2 separate regions of the Mus musculus genome follow, and region 2 is linked to region 1. A link is a contact called in public promoter capture Hi-C data. All regions are on one chromosome and are shown on one strand. Each heading gives the region's core, a stretch centred on a gene start, on an enhancer-like site or on the middle of the called end of the contact. The rest is flanking DNA. Distances are from core to core; before and after follow the strand shown. Region 1 holds the start of Cobll1 (Cobl-like 1). Region 2 holds the start of Spc25 (SPC25, NDC80 kinetochore complex component, homolog (S. cerevisiae)).

The links. Promoter capture Hi-C pulls out the DNA fragments that hold promoters and counts their contacts.
Region 2: a contact with region 1 is called in a promoter capture Hi-C map of pre-B cells, with 2.2 times the contacts expected there. The contact joins the promoter of Spc25 here to the promoter of Cobll1 in region 1. A contact is called at or near these places in 2 of 39 promoter capture datasets (liver and pre-B cells).

What each region holds. Positions count from the first base shown.
Region 1 is chr2:65,235,973-65,241,693 of GRCm38.p6, reverse strand. It overlaps Cobll1 (Cobl-like 1), which reads left to right and starts at 2,903. Exons shown (of 14, transcript NM_177025.6): 1 at 2,903-3,331. The coding sequence starts at 3,255. It overlaps Gm13594 (a long non-coding RNA gene), which reads right to left. Exons shown (of 2, transcript XR_001783320.2): 1 at 3,612-5,721; 2 at 1,498-2,188.
Region 2 is chr2:69,202,611-69,207,721 of GRCm38.p6, reverse strand. Spc25 (SPC25, NDC80 kinetochore complex component, homolog (S. cerevisiae)) reads left to right here and starts at 1,509. Exons shown (of 7, transcript NM_001199124.2): 1 at 1,509-1,658; 2 at 2,544-2,696; 3 at 2,801-2,866; 4 at 5,004-5,111. The coding sequence starts at 2,558.

The DNA of each region.
Region 1 (5,721 bases), core at 1,654-4,153:
AAATCTTTAAGATTTCTTCCATTTCCCTATTCCACAAATATTTGCAGACTGTCTTCTGTGGTGTGAGCTGCATTTAGAAGACAAGGGTGCGCGCAAAGCCTCTTCTATCCAAACCCCTCCTAGTCTGTGTAACAGTCAGTTGTCACTGTCCATTTTCCTGAACTTAGATCACCCAGATTAATAAAACCATACCCATGGAGCTGTGGACAAGGACAGTTCTAGAAAGATGAACTGCTGTGGGGAAACCAGTCCAGTTGTGAGCAGTACCTTCTCTTGGGTTAAGGGCTCATAGGAAATAAAACCTGAAAAAAAGGAGGAAGCCAGCCCAGTGCTGGCACATGCCTTTCTCGTTTTCCTGGCCACCATGCATGGACTGCCGCTCTCCATCACACCATTCCTGACCTGATGAGCAGATACCTCTAAGTCCCTAAAACTGGGAGCTGAAATCAGTCCCACTCCCCTGCTGTTGTGTGGTATTTTGATCACAGCAATGAAAAGCTAACTGAAACAGGTGCAGCAGCCGTTGTCCACCTAACAATCAAATCAGTTGAAGAGAGAAAGGGCTATTTCTATCCGTGCTATTATTCCAAAGTGATAATATCTGAGACAATCCCTGCATTGATGATGATTGGATGAAATTGGAGGGGAGATTTCCAAACAAGAAAATGGAGCAACATCTGGACAGACTTGGACAACTTTCAGAGGGACTGGGAAGGGGCTGTTTTCCAGCATTATGTTAAAAAAAAGGGGGGTTATTTAAAAACAATGATTACCATTGCCGATAAATTATGCAGTTACAAGATTACAGCATAGACAGTAATGTATAAGAATATGAAGTATAGTCTTGGTTCTGAAAGATGCTGAACAGTTTATTGACTTAATCTCAAAATAGATAATTAGTGCTTTGGGGGATTCTGCTGCAAACCCCGAGCCTCTCCAAGAAGAGGTGCTCAGGGTAATAGTGTAACATATTTAGGATCCTTCAACTTAGTGTCACCTCCATCTTGACCCATCTCTGCAGGATGACAAGAGTAGGTTACAGCAGGCTCAGCACTCTCCTTAACGTGATTCTACCAGGAAATGAAACATCTCACTTGTCAAGCAAGCCATTTGGGTAGGCTCAATTTCAGTGTGTGGAAAGTATGACCCTGCCCGGTGCCCAAGAACAAAAGGATGTAAGGGAAAAGTGGTGTCATGAAAATTGCACTCAGCAGTTACGAAATGTTGTAAAAATCTCTTAAAGATTAGCCTAACTGGAATCCATAATAGTACTAGGATGCCATAAATCAAGGTTGAAACTAATTAAGTGCTTGATCCTGTGATTCAAAGTTATAAACTTTAAGTAGTTTCAGTGTTCCTTGCTATTTACAGCCTGTCTATGCAACAGCTGTAAATCTGCTTATCCATTTACGGTCAGAAAGGATTCATGAACTTGTCAAACCAGTGTTATTATTTAAAGTCTAAAATCCAGATCCATTTCAAACAATTGCCTCGTTATTAGTCAAATTATTTAAAAGCAACTTTTAATGATAGAGTTCTAACACAGTCATCGCAGAAGTCACCACGATCTTCACCTCCATTTCATATTCAAAGATGTACTGAGACCATATTCACCACAAGGGAGAGGAAAGAGACAAAATCCAATTATGTGGAGTAGTAGTTAGTACTTTTGGTTCCAGAAATTATTGGTGGTGGTTGTAATGAATGAGCAACAAAGAACCTTTAATTAAGCACGGGTTATAAATACTAGTTTAATTTTAATGTGAACCAAAAATGTTAAGTCCTTTGTTATCCTACATCATGTTTTTATGCCTACAGATTTGCCACTTGAGGTATCCATTTATATATTTTTAATTTAGCATTATTTCCTGATGTTCGCTTTTGGACTCATCAATATGATTTACTTTAAAACAGTTGGCAAGGGTCTAAGGGTAAGGAGACAATATGCACCCGGTTGTCAGGTGGCACGTCTCCTCTGAGAAGAACTCTTGCAGGAACCGAAACTACAAACAAGCAAGCACTGTCTGAGATTCCTTTATTCCTGTGAAACTTCCAGGAGGCCACTAAATCTCTGCTGTTCTTTCTTAGCTTATAGACTGTCATCATGAGAACGTCCAGTCCTCAAATCCCAGCTGTTGGCTGTTTACATCAAGAGAGGCATGTCTGGGAAGACTGGACGAGCTTAAACCTGCCAGGGATTAAAAAGATCACAATGTCAGAGGTGCCTTTTAAGGGCTAGCAACCGTAGGGGTCAGTAAGGTTAAAAAGAAAATCCTGCACTTCGAAGGTCAGACTGCAGGTGGTCAATCAGCAGGACTCGGTCCATGAGCTCTCCTCACTTCCGCTACAGCTTGGGTCCTCCCTGGGGTTTTGCTGGCCAGGTAGCCTCCCTGTCCGCCCACTCTTCCTCTTGGGTTCGCGAGGCTTCCCAAAGCTACTCAGTGTCAGTGGGGACTAAAACGAGCAGCCTAGACGCTTCCTCTCCACCGGCCTCCCCCGCGGTACCTAAAAGCCGCGTGCTCCGCGGAGGGGTGCGGGGTGGGGTAGGAAATTCCTCCTCGCTCCACGTCCCCGCCCGCTCGCCCTACCCGTCCCCTCTCCGGCTGGCTGCTCTGCTCGCTCCGATGCTGACCTCGTCACCCTCACTTCTGCAGAGCGAGGTGGCCGAGGCGGCTGCGAGCTCGGGGCTCCCGGCAGGGCCATGGGGCAGGGTGAGTTGGGGCGCGGGCGCGGCGGCCGGGGGCCGGCCGCTTTCCGCCGCGCGCTCGCTCCGGGCGTCCGAGCTAGCCGTGCGGGGGAGGAGCGGAGCCTGGACGGGCCGGGTCCCCTAAAGCGGGCAGTGGCTTGGGAAGGCGGGGGCGCTGTGGTTCGCAGCTCCTCCGGAAAAGTTTGCACGGGATTCAGTTGGTGCGCAGCGGGCCGCTGGAGCCCAAGCACTGCGGGCGTGGCGACCGTCCCGCGCCCGGTCCGCTCCTCCTCCTCCTTCACAGCCCGGGCTGCCGCGCGCCGCCCCTTCGCCCGGGACTGGCTGCGGGCTGCGGCCGGGGCGGGGACCTGTAGCCGTCGTCGCGGCGCCCTCGGGCAGGGACCGACCGGCAGGTGGAAGCGCCCCGGGGAGGCGGGGCCGCCCCTGGCTGCCGTGGGTCGAGGCGGGCTCTTGGCCCGGCCGCTCCCGCCCTGACCCGCCGGCCTCTCCCACCCTAGCAGTGACGCGCCGCCTCCGAGCCCGAGCCCGCGCCGCGGCCAGCAGCGCGATGGACCGCAGCGTCCCGGATCCCCTACCCCGCAGCGCGCCCCGCACCCCCGCCATGCAGCCCGCGGGCTCCGCAGGGTAAGTAAGCCTCCCTCCCGGCCGCCGAGGCCTCGCGCGCTTCACCTGCCCGAGGCGAGCTCCCCGCGGGGCCGCCGGGCTCCCGGGCCGACCCACACGCGGGCGGGAGACTGCGTCCTCCCGGACGAGTCGGGGTGGGGGGTTCGGTACTTTGGGCAAGCTTTCCGATCGGGGTTACGGAAGGCCAGGCGAATGGCAGGCGTTGGGTGAGGAGTCCCGGAGCAAAAGTGGTAACAAAGGGCCCCTTGTTGGGGCTCTGTAGCGGCGGGGGGGACGACACCTGTAAGCGCGCTCCGGGAAAGGAAGGAAAAGTTTCCACAGCCAAGCGCTCCAGCCCAGGAGGATGGTTTCTGTCAAGGTGACTGCAAGGAAGGGGCTTCCTGAAAGTCCACGGAGGGCGCAGCAAGGTGTGCCAGCTGTCAGCCCGGCTTGACAGTTCCGGGAGCAGGCGGGGTGCTCGCCTCTGACTGGGGGTGTGTGTGTGTATGTGCTTCTGGCCAATTGGTGATGCCAAAGCCGAGTGCGAAGTCAGTCGCATTGGCAAACACCTATACTTTTTTTTTTTTTTTTTTACCGTCACGTGTTTGAGGAGCGATTGGAAGGGAAGGGGCTGTCACATGGTGAGTTAATATTAAATGAAGCATGCCTTCCTGCCAAATATGCTAAACATCACTCTGTTAAACGTTTGGGTAAACAGTGGTGGGAACAGGTAGTCCTGCAAGGGCCAAGGAGAACTTGAGAATAACCTTTGTCGTAGTAAATGGTCAAGCTACACAACCCTGTCCTAGGTGAGACCGCCTCACTGCTGTCATGTAGCCTCTTTGCCATAAAGCACCCCCAGTTTCTCTTTTTCTTTGTTAATCAGAACCTAGAAATGCCTTAAGCAGAGTATGAAAATTCCGGAAATTGGAACATTAAGGAACAGGCGACTTTGTAAGCAATGAATGAAAGTCGTTCTTTTTTTTTTTTTTCCCCTGGTTTAAGAGTGAAGAAGTCATTTTTCCCTGGAACATGACAGGCGTTTCCTTAGGAGCAAGTCACAGCATGTTTATTCATCAGAGGCCATGCGAGCATTGGCAGTTGTCTAGAGGAAACATGGAAGAGTCTCAAGGCAACATGACTAATCTAACAGATATTTAGTGTAATGCTTACATAGAGGAAACATGCAGTGTATGAATTCGTTCTTTTTTCCTCTAAATTTCGATCTCCTCCATGCAAATATCCCCTATTGCTGTAGAGCGCTACTTTTTTCTTGGGGGGGCGGCTTTCCACCGTTTAGATACTAATGTGTCTCCTTCCATATATTTTTACCGTATGGAGAGTAAGTGTGTCGGTAGGATGAGGTAAAGCAAGGCCTGGAGACAGAGCTGTGGATTAATGTAAGTTAATGTCATACAAGCTTTCACACAAAACTGAATTAGACTCTCAGAAAACAGCAGAGAATTCCCGTGTGTGTCTGTGTAATACACTTACACAACACGCAGTCTCAGATGCTCAGGAATCGGTTCTTCTAAACAAAATAGGTGAGGCCGGAGAGCTCGGTGATGAAATATAGAGCTTTCTAGTGACAAGCCTAGAATACCCCGGGTTTTATGCTTGAGAACTTGGGGGCTAAACAAATGAGTTCCTTGAAAGTATGCATATATTTAATTGCTTGATGACTTTATTTATTTATTTATTTATTTGGCAGCGACTCCTTTAGGCTAGGCTGGTCTGCAACTGCATTTATAGTTGAGGGTTACCTCTTGTTTCTGCCTCCCAAAATTGAGGTTACAGGAATACACCACTGCACCCTAAAGAGGAAAATATTTTAAAGAACCTTTGTGCTTACCTTTCAAACTTCAGGGAAGATATCTGGGAAAATGCTCCTGTAAATAAACTGCCATAATACCTAATAGTATTCTTTTAAGAAAAAAAAAAAGAGCTTCTAGTGGCTTGCCCTCTCCCACTTGTCTATTCCAAGTGCCTGTCATGTCTGATGAGTATTCAGGATTAGTGTTTGCTTTTTCTAAAAAAAAAAAAAAAAAAAAAAAATTGAGACCTTTAAAAAAGTTTAAATTGTGGGAAAATGAGAGTATTTAGGAGGTGCAGGGTGCAATCCTAATATGATATAATTGTTGGTTTTGAAGGTAGGTTCCTTACTATAGAACTAATTATATCATGACTCAATAGCCTAATAGCTGGTGAGGCCTACTTTAGTTCTTATCCGTGGATATTGTTGTTCAAAAGAAGTCCTCTGTTGTCTGTAATTTTCCAAGGTTTACTCTGTTGTAACAGGTTATTTGAAGGGCAAATCAATGCAGCTTCATATTTTACAAGGGTGGGGGTGGGGGTGGGGAGGAGGAAGCTCTTTGCTTGAGTTACTGAGCCAATTAGTAAAACCTGAGGTC
Region 2 (5,111 bases), core at 260-2,759, 4.0 Mb before region 1:
GGCCCCAGGCGAGACACTGAGCATCAGGTATACTGTGATGTGCTGAATGATGATGACAAGGTCAAGGTCAAGGATGGTAACTTGTCCAGACTTCATAGTCTTGATTTTCAGTTCTTTTTTTGTTTTGTTTTGTTTTTTTTGGGGGGGGGGGTTTGAGACAGGGTTTCTCTGTGTAGCCCTGGCTGTCCTGGAACTCACTCTGTAGACCAGGCTGGCCTCAAACCCAGAAATCCATCTGCCTCTGCCTCCTGAGTGCTGGGATTAAAGGCGTGCACCACTTGGGGATAAAATAGCCATAATCTGGTAGCTTAATCTTATAGTTGGCATTTGGATGCTTAAAGGGAATCAAAGAAATATTAGTATGGTCTACAAGCAAAGGGTTATTTTCAGAAACAATTATCATAATCAAAGATGAAAATAACAATAATTTTTTTTTAATATTGACCATCTCAAGTTCCTTGTTTTCTCTTTCTTTTCTTTTTTCTTTCTTTTTTTTTTTTTTTTTTTTTTTTTTTGGTTTTTCAAGACAGGGTTTCTCTGTGTAGCCCTGGCTGTCCTGGAACTCACTCTGTAGACCTGGCTGGCCTCGAACTCAGAAATCCGCCTGCCTCTGCCTTCCAAGGGCTGGGATTAAACGCGTGTGCCACCACACTTCAAGTTCCTTTTCTTTAAAGGGCATATTCTCAATTCCCTATCTTTCTCAGTTTTACAAAGAAAGATGTAGTTAGCAAGTCTGTTTCATCTGTGAAGTTGTCTTCTAACAAATCTTAGCTTAAAATCTTTACTATTTTTTAAAATTATGTGTATTTTTAATTATATGTTTAATAACTTGGTGGCTTCCATCTGTCTCTCTTCAGGGAGCACCGGTTACTTTAGTATACAGTGTTCTGATCCCATTCAGTTTGAAGTTCTGCGAGATCCAGGAGCTTGTTTTTGCCAGTAGGTCTTAAAATCAACAGCTGAAGGACTGGCGACATGGCTCAAAGTTGCAGGGCGTCTGCTCCTCAGGCAGAGGAGAGGAGTTTGATTATCAGTGGCTCACAACTGTTCCAGGGGATCCGATGCCCCCTTCTGTAAACACGTTCAAACATAAAAATTAAATAAGTAAAATACTCACGATAAATCAATGTTAGAAAAGCTTGGGAAATTCAAACATTAAGTTTGGGTAAATAGTTTGGTAACTTTCAGGATGTTTCAGCCTAATCAATCATAACTGGAGTCTGTTCAAGAGGATTTTCCGTCATTTCCAAAATAAAACGAGTGCAAGGAAGAAGGAAGTATATGTCATAAAAGAAAGCAGTTAAATTTCAATTTTTACATTTTTTTCTTCATTCTGGGGCAAGCCCTTCTACTTCACTATAGACCGCGTCCCAAGCTGTCTCAGCAAAGAACTACGAATCCCAGAATGCTCTGCTCCATAGTTGTCCGCGAGAATTCCGCAGGCCGATATCAACCAATCCTTGCACGGAGAGTCTGCCCTGTCAGCCAATCAGAAGACGGAGTTGAAGGGCGGGTAAGCAGGCGGTGGAGAGTTTGAAATTGAAAGACTGCGCGCTGGAGGAGCAGCAGACCCGGGAGCAGCAGACGGAAGAGCGGCGGGCTGGTTCCTGCCGGACAGGTCCAGTCTGGTGGAGACCGCGGCGTTCCTGGCCGCTCAGGTCGGGAGCCGTTTGAAGGGTTGTGGGGCTTCGCCGACCGCACGCCCGGGCTGAGGGAAGCCGGCCTGGGCATGTCGGCGTGGGTCCGCAGAGCCTGGAATGCGGGCGTCCGCTGTTAGCCGCGGAGTTCGGGTCCTGGCGCTGCTCGGTCCCGATCACACTCCCCTCTTCCGCCCTGCAGGGGGAGGAGTGGACGGAGCAGTCGGCCAGGGGTCTGATGCAGAAAACCTGCAGGTCTGTCTGTCCCCCAACCTCTTCGAGTCTCGGTCTCGTTGCCTGCGAGCAGGTCCTTTAGGAGAAGCGGAGTGACACCGGGGTCCTGTTAAAACATGACTTGAAAGCTTCGTGCAACCTTGTTTTGGTCATATTCTTTCCTCTCCTCCACCTCCCTTCATGCCTTCAGAACAGATTGATGCACATCCACCACAGTTAAGCCCAAATTGGCTTGGATCATCCTGTTGCTAACTACCGGACTGTTAGTGGATTATTTTTATCTTATTTTACATTTTATTAGGTTCTGGCCCAATGTTGACCAGGCTATCTTTGAACTCAAATACCTTCCTCTGCCTCTCTGCCTCTCTGCCTCCGATGTGCTGGGACAGTGCTGGGACAAAAGGCGAAAAAAGGCGTTTAGTTCACACCCTGTTGTGTTTATTTAGAAAAGGTCTCTTGTATATCAGACTGGTCCTGACGTTGGCTGACCTTTACCTCAGATTCTCCTGCCCCCAGCTGGAAATGTTGGAATTAAAGTCTGCCTTTATGCTAGCTGAGTTGCTCAATTATTAACCATTCTGTAGCAAAGTCAACCTGCAGACATAAACTCGAAAATGTGGCTTATTTGGTGTCGATAGCAACTAAAATACAGCTTTGTGCTCTGTTTTGCAGTGTCTTAAAACATAATGGGTGAAGACGAATTGGCACTCTTAAATCAAAGCATCAATGAATTTGGGGATAAGTTCAGAAACAGACTCGATGATAATCATAGTCAAGTGCTGGGACTTAGAGACGCCTTCAAGGACTCCATGAAAGCGTTTTCAGGTACTGCCAGCCCTTAACTCCTAACTTGTGGATTTTGCTGACCTTATTTATTTTTTACTGTTATTTCAGCGGGATTCAAATATCTCTTGTAATTTGTCTTTCAGAAAAGATGTCTTTGAAATTAAAGGAAGAAGAGAGGATGACTGAGATGATTCTGGAGTATAAAAACCGTATGTGAATCGTGTGTAGATTAGCTTTTAGATTGAAGGTCTTTATCGTGAAATCTTAAGTAAGACAGTGTTGTGAGTGTTCGTACATTCACACACATGCATAGACAGTCATCAAAATTCTGTTTGCGGGAGCTGGAGAGCTAGCTTAGCTCAGTGGTTTAAGAGCTCTGGCTGTTCTTCCAGAGGACCCAGGTTCAATTCCTATCACCCACATGACAGCTCACAACTGCCTATAACTCCTGTTCTATGGGATCTGACACCTTCACACAGAGATACATGTTGTCAAAACACCAATGTGCATGAAATAAAAATAAATTATTTTTAAAAGATTATGTTCCTATCACCAGCTTAAAGTTGAATATCTGCATCGTCTAGAACTATGAATATTTTTTCAGTATTTTTGAATGCTATGTGAACGGCATCATTTTATATGTATCCTGTCTTTTTATTTAACTAGTATATGTGTATGCCTATGTGTAAAGGGCAGCCTTTAAAAATTTTTTTTTTGTTTTCACATTGGAAATTTCAGCCAAGGAACAGAGTTCCTCAGAACTTTGGGGTCTGGTTAATATTCTAACAATCATATTTTTACCACAATTCTTTCCCTGTCATTTCTATGGATGTCCAGATATTTCAAATCTGGGTCTGTATCTTTTATTGAATTCTCACACATAAGCTGTAAAGCTGGAGCCAATGGGTCGATTATTTTGTTTTATATATTTATTTGCTGCATATATTTATGTGTAGTTATGTATTCAGTGCTCTCGTAGGTCAGAAAGGGTATTAGATCCCCTGGAAATAGAGTTACAAATGGTTGTTAGCCTCTGTGTAGGTGCTGGGTGTAAAACCATCAGATGCTCTTAACCCCTAAGCCATATTTGTAGGTCCCTGGATTTTTTTTTTTTTTTTTTTTTTTACTTTCTTCAGGAGTTTTGTTTAAGGTGTGGTTTGGTCTTACTCCCCACCAGCTCTTCTGAGACCCACTCCCTTCCCAGGCCACACACCTTTAGCTGTCTTTTTAAAATCTTCAAGACTGTGTGCTGCCCAAATATTCTTCCGCTGGCATGTGCTCACCGTACCAGGGACTAGGTTAGTGTTTTATGTTGACCTAGGAGCTCACAAAGCATGGGCCATCTCCGACTTTCTCCGTAGCAGAGCATGACCTTAGCTTCCTGCCTCCGCCTGTTGAATGCTGGGATTCCAAGTGTGTACCATCACACTCAATTTATGGGGCACTAGAATCAAATCCAGGACTTCCCACATGGTAGGCAAGAGCTCTACCACCTGAGTAACAGTAGTATTTTATTAAGCTTTATGATAACACTTTAGAAAGATAACCCTATTTTATTTTGAGTGTGTGTGTGTATGAGAGAAAAAGAGAGACAGAGACAGAGATAGACAGGCAGACCATGGTATATGTTAGAGGTCAAAGGACAATTTACAGGAATTGGTTCCTTTCCTATCCTGTGAGGTTGAACTTAGTCATCAGGCTTAGCAGCAAGCACCTTTACCTACGGAGTCATTTTGTTGGTTCTGTCATCATATTTTTAAATAAAATTAGCTTATATGGCTGTCAGTGAGTGGAGACACAGCAATGTCTGTGTTTTAGTTTCAGAATTATGCTAACTTTGTAAGATTTGAGAACTTCATCACCATTTTTTTCTGTCTTTAATACATTCCAGAAAAGCTTACAAAGCATTAGAATTAGCTTTCTTCGTGCACTGTAAAAAGCTGTCTTGTAGATTTGGACTGTCTTCTGTGGTGGGCTTTATTTTAATGTACTTGGAACTGAAGGAGTCATAATCTTCTGATTTTCTGTTTTGTTGATTAATTTTTTTTTATTTTTAGAAGCATTTTACTGTATTTTAAAGACAACTAGTGAAGCAGATTTTCTTTAACATTACGATTTTTGAGTCATTAGAATATGTTTATTAATCATAGAGGCCAAAGAATTGTGAGTTTCAGGTCATCCTGGGTTTACATAGGTTCTGTCTTTAAAACAAAACATAAAAACAATTTCATTAATCTTCAGGAAGTTGGCAATTTTTTGCTTTTCTTAATTTTTTTTTCTTTTTGGCTTTTTTTTAACGTGTCATAGAATAGGGCATATATATTTAATGCCATGTGTTTCTTACAGAGCTCTGTAAGCAGAATAAGCTCATTCAAGAAAAGAAAGAGAATGTGTTGAAGATGATTGCTGAAGTAAAAGGCAAGGAGCAAGAGTCGGAAGAGCTGACTGCTAAAA